Regions from separate parts of the Mus musculus genome. Here all the other regions are linked to region 2. The links are chromatin contacts, called in public Hi-C maps. All regions are on one chromosome and are shown on one strand. Each heading gives the region's core, a stretch centred on a gene start, on an enhancer-like site or on the middle of the called end of the contact. The rest is flanking DNA. Distances are from core to core; before and after follow the strand shown. Region 1 has its middle 24 kb from the start of Txlnb. Region 2 has its middle 130 kb from the start of Gm20125. Region 3 has its middle 25 kb from the start of Gm20655.

What was found. Hi-C and Micro-C count contacts between places; a contact is called where the count stands out from the background.
Region 1: a contact with region 2 is called in a Hi-C map of bone marrow-derived macrophages, with 14 read pairs. The contact joins two enhancer-like sites. A contact is called at or near these places in 2 of 484 Hi-C or Micro-C datasets (Sertoli cells and bone marrow-derived macrophages), 1 of 115 datasets of contacts at active chromatin or transcription factors (microglia) and 1 of 9 other capture datasets (embryonic stem cells).
Region 3: a contact with region 2 is called in a Hi-C map of bone marrow-derived macrophages, with 3 times the contacts expected there. The contact joins two enhancer-like sites. A contact is called at or near these places in 3 of 484 Hi-C or Micro-C datasets (bone marrow-derived macrophages and embryonic stem cells).

Annotation. Positions count from the first base shown.
Region 1 is chr10:17,770,466-17,774,424 of GRCm38.p6, reverse strand. No RefSeq gene overlaps it. Among named protein-coding and RNA genes, the nearest start is that of Txlnb, 24 kb to the left of the region's middle. Within about 2 kb of position 1,769, at least 126 of the 459 cell types and tissues checked have an H3K27ac peak or open chromatin away from gene starts, as enhancers often do. A contact at or near this core is called in bone marrow-derived macrophages, where this site is marked.
Region 2 is chr10:17,219,998-17,224,084 of GRCm38.p6, reverse strand. No RefSeq gene overlaps it. Among named protein-coding and RNA genes, the nearest start is that of Gm20125, 130 kb to the right of the region's middle. Within about 2 kb of position 2,709, at least 26 of the 459 cell types and tissues checked have an H3K27ac peak or open chromatin away from gene starts, as enhancers often do. A contact at or near this core is called in bone marrow-derived macrophages, where this site is marked.
Region 3 is chr10:17,858,694-17,862,672 of GRCm38.p6, reverse strand. No RefSeq gene overlaps it. Among named protein-coding and RNA genes, the nearest start is that of Gm20655, 25 kb to the right of the region's middle. Within about 2 kb of position 1,387, at least 35 of the 459 cell types and tissues checked have an H3K27ac peak or open chromatin away from gene starts, as enhancers often do. A contact at or near this core is called in bone marrow-derived macrophages, where this site is marked.

The sequences.
Region 1 (3,959 bases), core at 520-3,019, 550 kb before region 2:
TTTTGTAATCAGATTTGATGATGCCACTAGAAATGAGACCGGAAAAAGGTCTGTGCTAATGAGTAGACTCCAGTGGGGAACCCTAGCATGCTTCCTGCCCTGATTCTCCTGGGCATCCCATCTCCTGGGGACGGGACAGGCTACTTTGGGAGCATCTCTTATTAGATAGAGTAGTTTTGAGAATTTCTTTATGATCAGCTGTTATGCCTAAAGATAGAGGAAGGCTATGGTAATGGTTTTAGACTGTAGGATTGCTTTGGGGTGAGGGAAGGGGTACTGGTTTCAATGGCCTAGCTTAGGGACAGGAATCGCTGCTACTCTGATTTACTTCAGGGGCGGGGGCAGTGAGAATGACAGCCGGGAAGGCAGGAGCCCTCTGCGATGGCTCCTACGGCCTTTCAAAGCCTTCAGTTCAACCTCAGCACCAGACCTCAGAGCCCCCATACCATGGCACGTTGTTTCCTGAGCCCAGATGTGAGCAAGGGTCCATCCATATTACGATATTCTAGAAGTTTCTCTGTGCCATCTCATTGAGATACTATCACCTGACTCTGGAAAATACTGGCATAGGTTTGAGTTAAAAATTAGAGCTTTATATTATTTTATGCTTTCATGTGTTTTGCCTACATGAATGTCTGGGAACCACAGGTATGCCTGGTGCCCACACAGGCTAGAAGAGGACATTGGATCCCCTGGATCTGCAGTTGTAGTTAGCTATAAGTTGCCATGTGAGGGCTGGGGATGAGCCCAAGTCCCCTGGAAGAGCAGGCAGTGTTCTTACCTATTGAGCTATCTCTCCAGCCCCTAGAATTTTCTTAAAGTAAAGTCCAATCTTCAAACCAAACCAAACCAACCAATCAAACTCCACATTCAAAATAAAGCAGTTTGATAGAAATCTTCTTTCCTGAAATGATAATACACAGAGCAAGGTATGTTATAAATTGTGGTCCTGAACTGGAATAACAATGAAAAAAAAAAGAAAGAAAGAAAAGAAAAGAAGAAAATTATTGACACAGCTCAAGCCATTGGCTTCTGTTCATCATAGGAAACCTGAAGGAAACTAGAACAAGCTTTGCGCCTGGGTTTCTGAACACAAAGTTATACTTAAGTGCTAAGTCCACTCATTCACCACTTGGCACTAGGATAAGGCAATCAAAGATGGCAGTTTTATTTTAATTAACATTGTAGTTAGTTTGTTGTGACAGCATCTCTCTCTCTCTCTCTCTCTCTCTCTCTCTCTCTCTCTCTCTCTCTCTCTCTCTCTCTCTCTCTCTGTAGTCCTGACTGTCCTTGAGCTTGTTTGTAAACCAGCCTGGCCTCAAACTCACACAAATCCTTTTGCCTTTGCCTCTTGAGTGTTGGAATTAAAGGTGTGTGCAACTACAAAGATGGGGTTTTTCAATCAGTGTTCATGTCCCAGTGAGTTAAATAAACCATAGAATAAGTGACCTGGGACTAATTTGCCCTAAGATGACAATAGAGGACGACCGCCACCTACCTGCCCCGCTCACATCTTTTGGGACAGGTCTTGCTTTGCAAGACATTCTACAAGCTCTGACCGCACCAGGTAAAAATGGGTTGCGCACTAGATAGATCTCCCTGTGGACGCTTGCCCCATGGGAAATCAATGCTGGCCAAATTTTTGAGAGAAGCTGAACCATTCAGAAGTTTAGAGGATGGGAACTGACTCAAAAGGAAGCCCCGAGACTTGCCATAGCAGTGGCAAACTGAACAGGAAACAGAAATTATGAGTCAGCAGCGGAAGTCAGTAAGCTAGTACCCAGAGGAAAACATGCAGCTGTGCAAAGATCCCGAGACAGACAGGCTGTGGCACATGGCGCATGGCGCTGAGCGGCCTTCCTTCTCATCACAGCTATCCAAGTAAATGAAGAGATGAACACTTGTCTCCCCGTTAACAGGCTTTCCTTACCCACACCAGTCTGCAGCTGAACGTCATCTTGGGACGAATCATCAGCACAGGATGACTGACTTCCTGTGTGTCTAAGACAGCACACTCTTAGGGACTGGCCCCAAGACGGAGCTTCTTATTGAGATGACAGTTAAAAATCTTGCTGGCCTCTCGCTGAAGTCTTGATTCAGCAGCTGAAAATGCAGAAAGATCTAGAAGAAGTAGATGAAAGAAATATAAGGAAACTGGATGTTCAGAGATAATCATCTCAGGGAACACGATCTTGGGGCCATCACCACTCAGTGAGCAAAGATTCCTGGGAGATTCAACAGACAGACAAGAAAAAAAGGAGAAGAAGAAAGTGAACCTAACTAAATGACTGTCCCAACAGAGCATACTACCCAGAAAAAAAAACCAACCAACTAACCAAACAAACAAACAAACAAACAAAAAAAACCCCAGAATAAACAAAGCAATTAAGTAAAACATGAACTATTCTTTTCTTAAAGAGCAAAATCTAACAAGTGGAGTATGAAGTTTCACTGGAGGCAATGACATAGGCACGGTTAAGGGAGTAGCCAGGGAAGCAGTTGCTTATGTAACTTTAATATGAGCAACCAAAAGAAATTTGAATAATCCTGGAAGATTGGCCCAGCATGGTAGTCATGAACATGCTAAGTGGTTGAATTCTGCATCAGTATTAAATACAAAACAAGACTATGTATCAGGGCTAGAGAGATGGCTTGGTGGTTAAGGACACTGACTGCCCTTCCAGAGGTCCTGAGTTCAATTCACAGCAACCAAATGGTGGCTCACAACCATCTCTAATGGGATCTGCTGCCCTCTTCTGGTGTGTGTGAAGACAGCTGCAGTGTATTCACATACATAAAATAAACACATCTTTTTAAAAAAAGTTATTAAAATAAAAAAGACTTTGTATTGGATGTGGCATCAAAAAGGAAAAGAAGAATTGGACAAAACTCCAGCGTGTTTGAGACAAGGCCTCTTTATGTAGCCCTGGCTGACTTGCAACTTGCTATGTATATCAAACTAGCCTGGAATTCTCAGAAATCTGCCTGCCTCTGCTTCCTGGGTGTGGAATGAAAGGTATGTGTCACCATGCCTGACTGAAATTCCTTTTCTTCTTTTTCTTTCTTTCTTTCTTTCTTTCTTTCTTTCTTTCTTTCTTTCTTTCTTTCTTTCTTTCTTACTTTTTTTTTTTTAAGTAGAGAATATTAGGAGGAACATAACGGAGGGATAAGTTTTGGACAGGTAAAGTTTTATAAGCCTGAGTAAAAGGGTCATTAAATAGTTGAATTATGAATCTAAAGTTGAATGAATAGTCTGGACTTAAAATATATCAATGTAAAAGTCTGCAGCGTGCTAATGGAGTCCATATAGTTTAAAAGAAATCTATTTCAGTCCAATTGAGCGGTTATAATGTGGCAACATAGCCTGGGAGACCGATAAACAATGGAATCAGCTTCTCAGAAGACTAGAAAGTTAGGTCAGTACCTGGTAAGGACCTGTTTCTGACTCTGTGACCGTACCTTCTCAGTGTTCTCCTATGTTAGCAGAAGTCAGATAGCTCTCTCATATGGGTGCTGACCTGCCAAAGGACACCATTTTCATGACTCAATCGCCTCCAGAAAGTCCATCTTCCAATGCCACCCCCTTTGACATGCACTTTTAGGACAGTGAAGAGAATATAAAAACAGATCATAGGTGGTGTCTTAGTTAGGATTTCCTTTGCTGTGAAGAGACAACATGACCAAGGCAACGCTTGTAACAGAGAACATTTAATTGGGTCTGGTTTACAGGTTCAGAAGTTCAGTCCATTATCATCATGGCAAGAAACATGGTAGCATCAAGGCAGATATAGTACTAGAAGCACTGAGAGTTTTACATCTTGTTCCAAAGGCAAACAGGAGAAGAGTAACTTCCAGGCAGCTAGGAGGGGGGTCTCAAAGCCCACACCCATCAGTGACACACTTCCTCCACATGACCACACCTACTCCAATGAGGAGTGCCACTCCCTGGGCCAAGCATA
Region 2 (4,087 bases), core at 1,460-3,959:
TAAGTCTGAAAATTGCATGCTAGGGTAAGATACTAATTTAAAAGTTATTTAAATTAGGCAAATTTTATATTTAAAAAAATTAAATTCTGGATTATCTTTGTAATAATCATTGTTAGAACTTGTCGTGATGAACCCTTGACATTTGAAGCCAAAACAGATCCTGACAGCTGGCTGATTCATAATAACAGACCCATGGATTCTCAGTAAAACCTGATAAAGTGATGAGTGTGTTAGATACTCCTACTCTATAATCATGATATAATATAATTATGAGAGCTAAAAACACTGGAAACATTTTAGTAAAATCAAGACCTTCTTGAGGAGTCGTTTGTACTACTAGCTGTTTATATTTCAGAATTCATAACCATGGTGCCAGTTTTTGCACCTGGCAAAAACAGGAAATTAATTTTTAAATATTATATGCACATTTCAATATATGCAAATGAGGCAAATGTGTGCTTGGATATAGATCTACTGTGTGCTGTTACTTTAACTGAATATTCCCCTACAGAGCCATTTGGGGACCTAATTTCAATTCCCTGTAGAACAATGATTTGGCCAGTCTTCACTGATCCCCGTGAGCCCTCACAAGGGCTTCCTAGCTGTACTCTTGAGGGAGGTTCTCAGGAAATGGGACAGTAACAGCTGCATCTTCGACTTCCAAGTAGTTCCCACCATGGTAGCAACTTACAGTGGGGTAGTAGTTTTCTGACTCGATACTTGTCAGCCTCCTCAGATGATCACTAGATAAACTTATTTTTCAAGTGGAACTCCAACTCTTAGATTTATAGCAGAAAGGGGAAATATTGTCTTGACAGACCTACAGCGTCTATAAAGAGGGAAGTCAAGGGGCAATAGCTGTAGTCTTTAGATCACAGGCTAGATATATTGAAGGTAGGCCTCTCAATTAAGGTGGGAGAAGGAATCATTTACAGCATAATAACGCTGGCTCAGAGGGCATTCACACACACATACACCATGTGTTATGTGCTGAGAACAGTTGCCTGTAGTAACTGACTATTTTCAGTTTTCAGCTTACTCTAAACACAGGTGTGGAAATGTAGGCCCAGTAGGTGAAGAGGTATTTAACTTGCGGGCAAAGTTGTGTTCAGTTATCAGTTTCTATGTTGGCCATTCTCTTCATTACCCTAGAAGATACAGTTATCTTCTGGAAGAACTGATCAATCCAGAGCTGTTCAAATGCTTAGTATAGTTTCAAATAGTCTCCTACCAGCCTCTGTACTTGCCAACTGCCTTGTTCTTTTTGAATACTGTATCTTGGATGATTTGTCAGAGTCTGACTGTGTAGTAGTATTGAAGGTTTTGAGGATCACGTATTTACCGCATGCAACTCAGAACATGAGTTTATAGCACTTTTTGTAAGCTAGGATTTCCCAAACTGAAACAAAATACCAAACTCTATTTCTAACCTGAAGGAGCTGTAGAAGTAGGTGAAGGATATTTGCCAATGTGGCTTTTTGGTTTTTTGGGGTTTTTTTTTTTTTTTTGCCTAATTTATTTGTTTCCAACATTTATTATTGATACAACTGAAAGATTTCCTGAACCGTCAATGGAGCAGAGCGCTGCTTCTTTAAGATAAGACACAGAGTGCTCTGCCTGGTGATCATTATTTATAATCCAAGCTATCTGGGAGGCTGAGGCAGAAGGACTACAAGCTCAAGGTCCATGAAAGCCACAGTGAGTTTAAGAACTGCCTAGGCAACTTATCTCAATCTTAAACATTAAAAAGAATTCTAAAGAAGAAGTGGGTTTTAATTCAGTTGAGAAGTGCTTTCTAGCATATGAGATAGCCTGGAATCAATCCCAAGTACCAGCAAAAAGGCAAAATAAAATGAAAGATCAAGAAGAAGAACAGCGAGCACACACACACACACACACACACACACACACACACACACACACACTGCAGATAGTCTATGTTCTGTGTTAAGAGTCTAGGACTTAGAGTGACTTTATTCAGCTAGTTCAAATTTTAATACTCATGGACTTTGTACTCAATGGAACAATGTCTTCTTTCTATTCCCTGGACCATATGAACGTGCAGTGTTAAGATAGGAAGGGGGAACTGAGGTTGCCACTCAGTTAAAATGAAGTTTTCTTACATTATCTCTGGGAAATAGGTCATTATAATCACAGGGTCTTCTATGTGAATCAGGGAGGACGGGTGCCTCAGCGTCAGGGAAGAAGTTGTAATATGAATATAGGGGTCAGGATGATGAGATCTTGGCTTTGAAGATGAAAGGAAGCCAACAGCCAATGAATGCAGGCGTCTCTTAGGGCTGCAAAGGGGAAGGAAATGCATTGTCCTCTAGAGTTTCCAAAGGCTCACAGCTCTCTGACTCACTGATAATAGCCCAGCAAAACACAATTGTAACAATAAGAAGCATAAGAGAATAAATTTAGGTCATTTAGAGCAGTTTATTACATAAGCAACAGAAATGAAGGCCACTTTAGTGATAGAGTCTAGTTCACCAATTCATCTCTGAGTCACAGCACATGTCATTTCCTCTTGCTTTTGAAGCCTTTTGAAATCAGGAACTAAGAGGCAGAACTTTTTAAACTTAATTCTTGCCTAATTTTTGTTCCTGAGTTAATTTATTTTAAATGGAAAATGGACAGGCTAGAGACCTTTGATGATATCAGAGACTACGCTGAGGATAAATGCCATATAGCAAGGTAAGTACTTGTCTCAATTTCCAGGTAATATAGAAGAAACATATATGTTACAGCTTTAACACCAGAACAATCACACAGTGTTGTATTTTAGCTAAAATATGACTCTGTGGTTTTCAAATGGCATAGTTGTGGACAACTTAATTAAGCATGCTCTTATAAGACGTGATAGAGTATGTGCCATCCAGATACTAAGAACTGTGTCCAAAGAGCTTGGGACACACACTAAGGGGCCTGCCTCTTTCATAACGGGGATGAAAATGACTGAGGCTTCACATTTGCACAGTATGATCCTTAACTTTGTGAAGTCTTGTTCCTTTGAAAGCACTGTGCATGTTGTCTCTCTGGAGGTCTTTGGCTTTATGTTTAACATGATAGTGGATTATAGATTTCCTTCTGCATGGGTCTGATGCATTGGTTTACATCTAAAACCTTGTGTATTCTATTAGCCTAATTACTAAGGCAGCCGATAGATTTATTGGTGACTGTTATAAAGGAAGCCAGGTGACAAGCAGGAAAGTGAAAACCAAACAATCATTTTGATTGAAGTTTTCGCCATATCATAAGTCAATCGTTTCGGGGCATTGGATTTACTGTAAGGAGTGGTGAAGAGCACCAAAGGAAAACCAAAGATGAGAGCATTATAAATGTCAACATGAAGAGAAAATGAGTATGTGTTAAAAATCGAGACTTCTAAACAGCTTAGAGAAAAGAAAAGTAACTGAGAAAATAAGAACAGACGGAGTCTAGGGTTTACAGTTTCTGGCTCATATATGTGGCCCTTGCACTGAAGCTCTTTGTAGTCATGTTTACTTAAATGTTCCGAGGGGCTGTTTTTGTTGTGCTTTTATTAGTCTTAATTCTGAAGGTAATCTTCACTTGAAGTATGTCTATGGATGTTTCTAGTTGGAACATGGCCCAATGATGCCTTGTGAGTGTTCGAGAGAAGACTAAATCTAAGAACCAATATTACTATTGTGTTGGATAACACAATATGCCCTTTTCAGACAGTCTTCTTACTGTGAAAAGTTGCCACTTGCAGTCCATTAAATTCACTATATTAATTTTTTTCTAAGCCTTGTACTTAATCTTAATGTTGTTGGGAGCAGATAGCATCGTGTACATTTATGAAACTGTTGGTCTGTACTTTCCTACTATGGCAGATATCTGGGAGGTTATGAAGATGTGACTGATTTTGGCTCACAGTTTCAGAGATTTTAGTTGGTTTTTATCTGACTTCATTCCTTGAACTGTGAGGTGGGATACTATAATGCTATGAGCTTGGTGAAATAGTCTCTCACTTGATGGTTTTTGGGAAGTAGAGAAGAGAAGAGAGGAGAAGACATAGAGTGGATGAAGAAGGAGGGAATGATAACAGATAAAAGACACCCTA
Region 3 (3,979 bases), core at 138-2,637, 640 kb before region 2:
ACAAAATATAGGTGACTATTTTATATATATATATATATATATATATATATATATATATATATATATATATACATACATATATATGTGTGTGTGTGTGTGTGTGTGTGTGTGTGTGTGTGTTAGCAAAAGAGGTCAGACACAAAATGCTTTTACAAAACATAAAACACACCTACTACCACACACATGCATATATAGGCAAAGAAAGCATTCATGAAGGAGAGTTCCTCTGGAGAAGAGGAAGAGAAACCTGAGATGCTAGGTGGATCTTTTACTGCTCCCACTATCATCCCCCCACTACAATCCCCCCACATCCTTATCCTCTGCAAGATCAGCAAGTGCTCTTAACCACTGAACCATCTCTCCACCCTTTTGAGTTGAGTTTTTAAGAACATCTTCTGTGGGAATTCTGCAGCTGCCACTGTCTCTGAGTGAAATACCTTATCAGGTGTTCTGCTGTAGTATTTTAGCCCTGAGACAGAACTGAGAGTAGCAGAGGGGCTCTATGATTGACAGTCCCATTCACACTGAAGGGAACCTGGGCAAAAAACTTCCTTTGAGGATGGGATGCAGATACCATATGTGTACTGTGTGCTAAGTAATTTTCAATTTTGCATACCAGAGACTTGGTCAAATTGTCCACTTCTTGAATAAACTACAACTGGACAAGCAATAGAGAGAAAACCTAACTCTCACCAACACTCTATGTCATTACCAATATTTGCCATCATCCTCGATGATATTAGATGTTATCAACATTTGAAATTTCTTTAGCCTAATGAACAAAAGTGATAGTATCTGGCGCCTTTTACTCATTTATATTTCTTCTACACTTTGTCCTATGTGGCAGAGATCTTACAAATGGTATTGAGGGCACCTGCAAACATGATGGTCTCTGTTAAGAAGGCAGCTTTACCACTGGCGTTATTTAGGATTGAAGTAAAGAAAAATAAGCAGTCAGCCTGGTAGTCTGTTTTACTAACGCTTTCACTGTCTACAGACAACACATCTCCTGTGCGTGGATCCACTGTCTGCACGCTTTCCTCTGACTGGTTTGCTTTGTTTAACACTCGGTAATATTTCTATGTGCATTCTGGACACTGATGTTTTCTCAATCTTTGTTATTGTATTTTCATTTTGTTTATTGTTTATTTAGATTTTCTCCCCATATCTCTAGAAGATAATCAATTCCTTGAATGGCGGGCTAGAGACATTGCTTTAAATTACTCCCTGATTGAGTTAGAAGATTCTTATATCCGTCCCTTAATAATGTCAGAGAAGCAGCCAGATCCAGCTGTGAAAGTACAGCCAGTCAATACTAGATATTTTTAGGAGATGAATTGTATCACAGCAAAAAATCTCCCCACAGAAAGAATGAGTCACGAAGATGACAGATTGCTGGTACGATTTGCAATAAACTCTGGCTTGCCACTTTCTGACTCACTGATTAAAGCATAAATGGATTAAAACCATTTCTCTTTGGCTTTTAGTTTAGGGAAACATTGTTACTATTCAGTGTTACTATTCAGGGGTTTGGTTATAACTGCAGGGTAGTGAGGCAGAGAGATTGAAGAGACTGTAATTTGGACTTTAACACTGTCACTAGGGTAAGAGACTGTAACCAAGGCTGAGCTTCTCTCTCCCCAAGGAAGACAGACATGAAGATAGCTTGCTTGCCAGAAGCCCCCTGCTCCTTGCTCCAGCTGTAGGTCTCTGTGAGGAATGGCATAGAGAATTTCTCAAGACATACTCTGTGCCTTCCTGGGGACGAGAGCTGTGCATCTGTGGTAGTTGTCACTGTGGGCTTGTGGCATGTGCAATGATGTAACAAACAGCTCCACCGTACTTGTGGCCTCACCCATCTGCCTGTTTGTTCAGAAGGTAGATAGCCAACAACACAAGAAAGAAAAGCAACCAAACCAAACAAACCCAGTAAGCTTTGTGAAGCTGTAAGCCAAGGAGGATTTATTGAGCAAATCAAAGGGCAGCAAGATGTGATCCTCTGAAAACAACCCATTAACCACAGGATCCAAATCACACCTTCAAAGGTGAGCTTTCAGTCCCCCTCCCCAACACATATTCATGTCCACACACACACATACACACTCACACATATACTCTGACACACACACACACACACACACACACACACACACACACACACTCACAGACACACTGTATACAAAAGTATAGCTATACATACTTATATAAATGTTAATTTTTATGCATATATAGGGCCACATCTGGCCACAAACATTCATGAACAACTACATGCATACTTGCACAGAACTACACATATGCAGCAGCACATATGATACACACTCATGCATAGACTTATACACACACAAAAAATAGTCACGTACTCTTAGAGAGCATTCATTTTCAGGAGAGTGCTCTCTACTTGGAGATTTGGGGATTCCATTTGTAACAAAAGTGTTTTAAAAGTTTATCTTTCCTGTACTGGGGCATATAAAGTTTGCGTGTCCAATGGGCCTCTCTTTCCAGTGATGGCCGACTAGGCCGTCTTTTGATACATATGCAGCTAGAGTCAAGAGCTCTGGGGTACTGGTTAGTTCATAATGTTGTTCCACCTATAGGGTTGCAGATCCCTTTAGCTCCTTGGGTACTTTCTCTAGCTCCTCCATTGGGAGCCCTGTGATCCATCCATTAGCTGACTGTGAGCATCCACTTCTGTGTTTGCTAGGCCCCGGCATAGTCTCACAAGAGACAGCTACATCTGGGTCCTTTCGATAAAATCTTGCCAGGGCCAAAAAGGTTGGAGAGGGTGGGTAGGGGAGTGGGGGTGGGTGGCTATGGGGGACTTTTGGTATAGCATTGGAAATGTAAATGAGCTAAATACCTAATAAAAAAATGGAAAAGAAAAAAAAAGGAAAAAAAAAGAAAATTCTATGTTAAATACAAAAAAAAAAAAGTTTATCTTTGTGTTGCTTCATTGCTGAACACTCTAAAGATTGGCTAGTCTTCAAGTCCTTCCTTTTGTACTAAGCTTGCAAGGCAAGTGGCCTTGCAAGGCCTGAAATATTTCCTTTAGTCTTGTTTCTGCTCTCACCACAGTGCTGGCACAGAACCTCATGTGTAGGAGAACCTTGATCTATGTTGGAAAATTCTTACATTTTTCTCTTGTCTGGGTCTTAAAATTAAAAGGTTTGGGATTTCTTGTCTCCTTTTCCTTGTCTGGCCTATGATAGATGTGCCAAAGCCCTGCCTCTATCTCTTAGAGGGAAACACTCTTCAAGAGACTAGGAAACTTGACCCATTTCCATGTTCTTGAAGATTTTATCAGAAATACCCAGTTCCTCAAAGATCACCAGTGCAAACACATTAGTCAACGGTTGCTGTGTACAGACACCTGAGATGTTAAAGGAAGGGAGACTTGCTTAGCCATAGTTTCAGAGGTGTCAGTCCATCACAGCCAGGTAGGATGATAGAAGGACTCATATCATGGTGACCAGGAATCAGGCAGAAAGACAATGCCTTCGCTGCCTTGCCTTCTGTCTTTTCACTTCTTATTTCTTCCAGGCCTCTGACCTCTAAAATAGTGCCACAGGTGTTTAGGGCTTCTTCCTGCTTTAGTTAATTCTCCCTGAAAAGGCTGCCCCAGTCTCAGCCAGGCGTGCTTCACTTACCCACTCGATGTGTCTCCACTTAGTCAAGATGACAGGCAAGATTAGCCATCACAAACCCTCCGCTTTACAAAGGAAGCTTGATATAAAGGTATTTCTTCAAACCTTAACACCAAGGTTCTCATTTTTTGGATAAATAAACCAATTGAGTAACTATTGTTTCTGAGCTAAGTTTGTGTGGTGTATTTCTTTTTTTTTTTTCATTTCCATCTTTGTTTTAATGTTCTTTTAAATATTTATAAAAATTTTAGTGTGTTCATTTTGATTTTGTACTTTAATATCAAAATAATTGTAAAAATTATCTAACCTTTCCTAATATTCAAACAGTGACAGACATT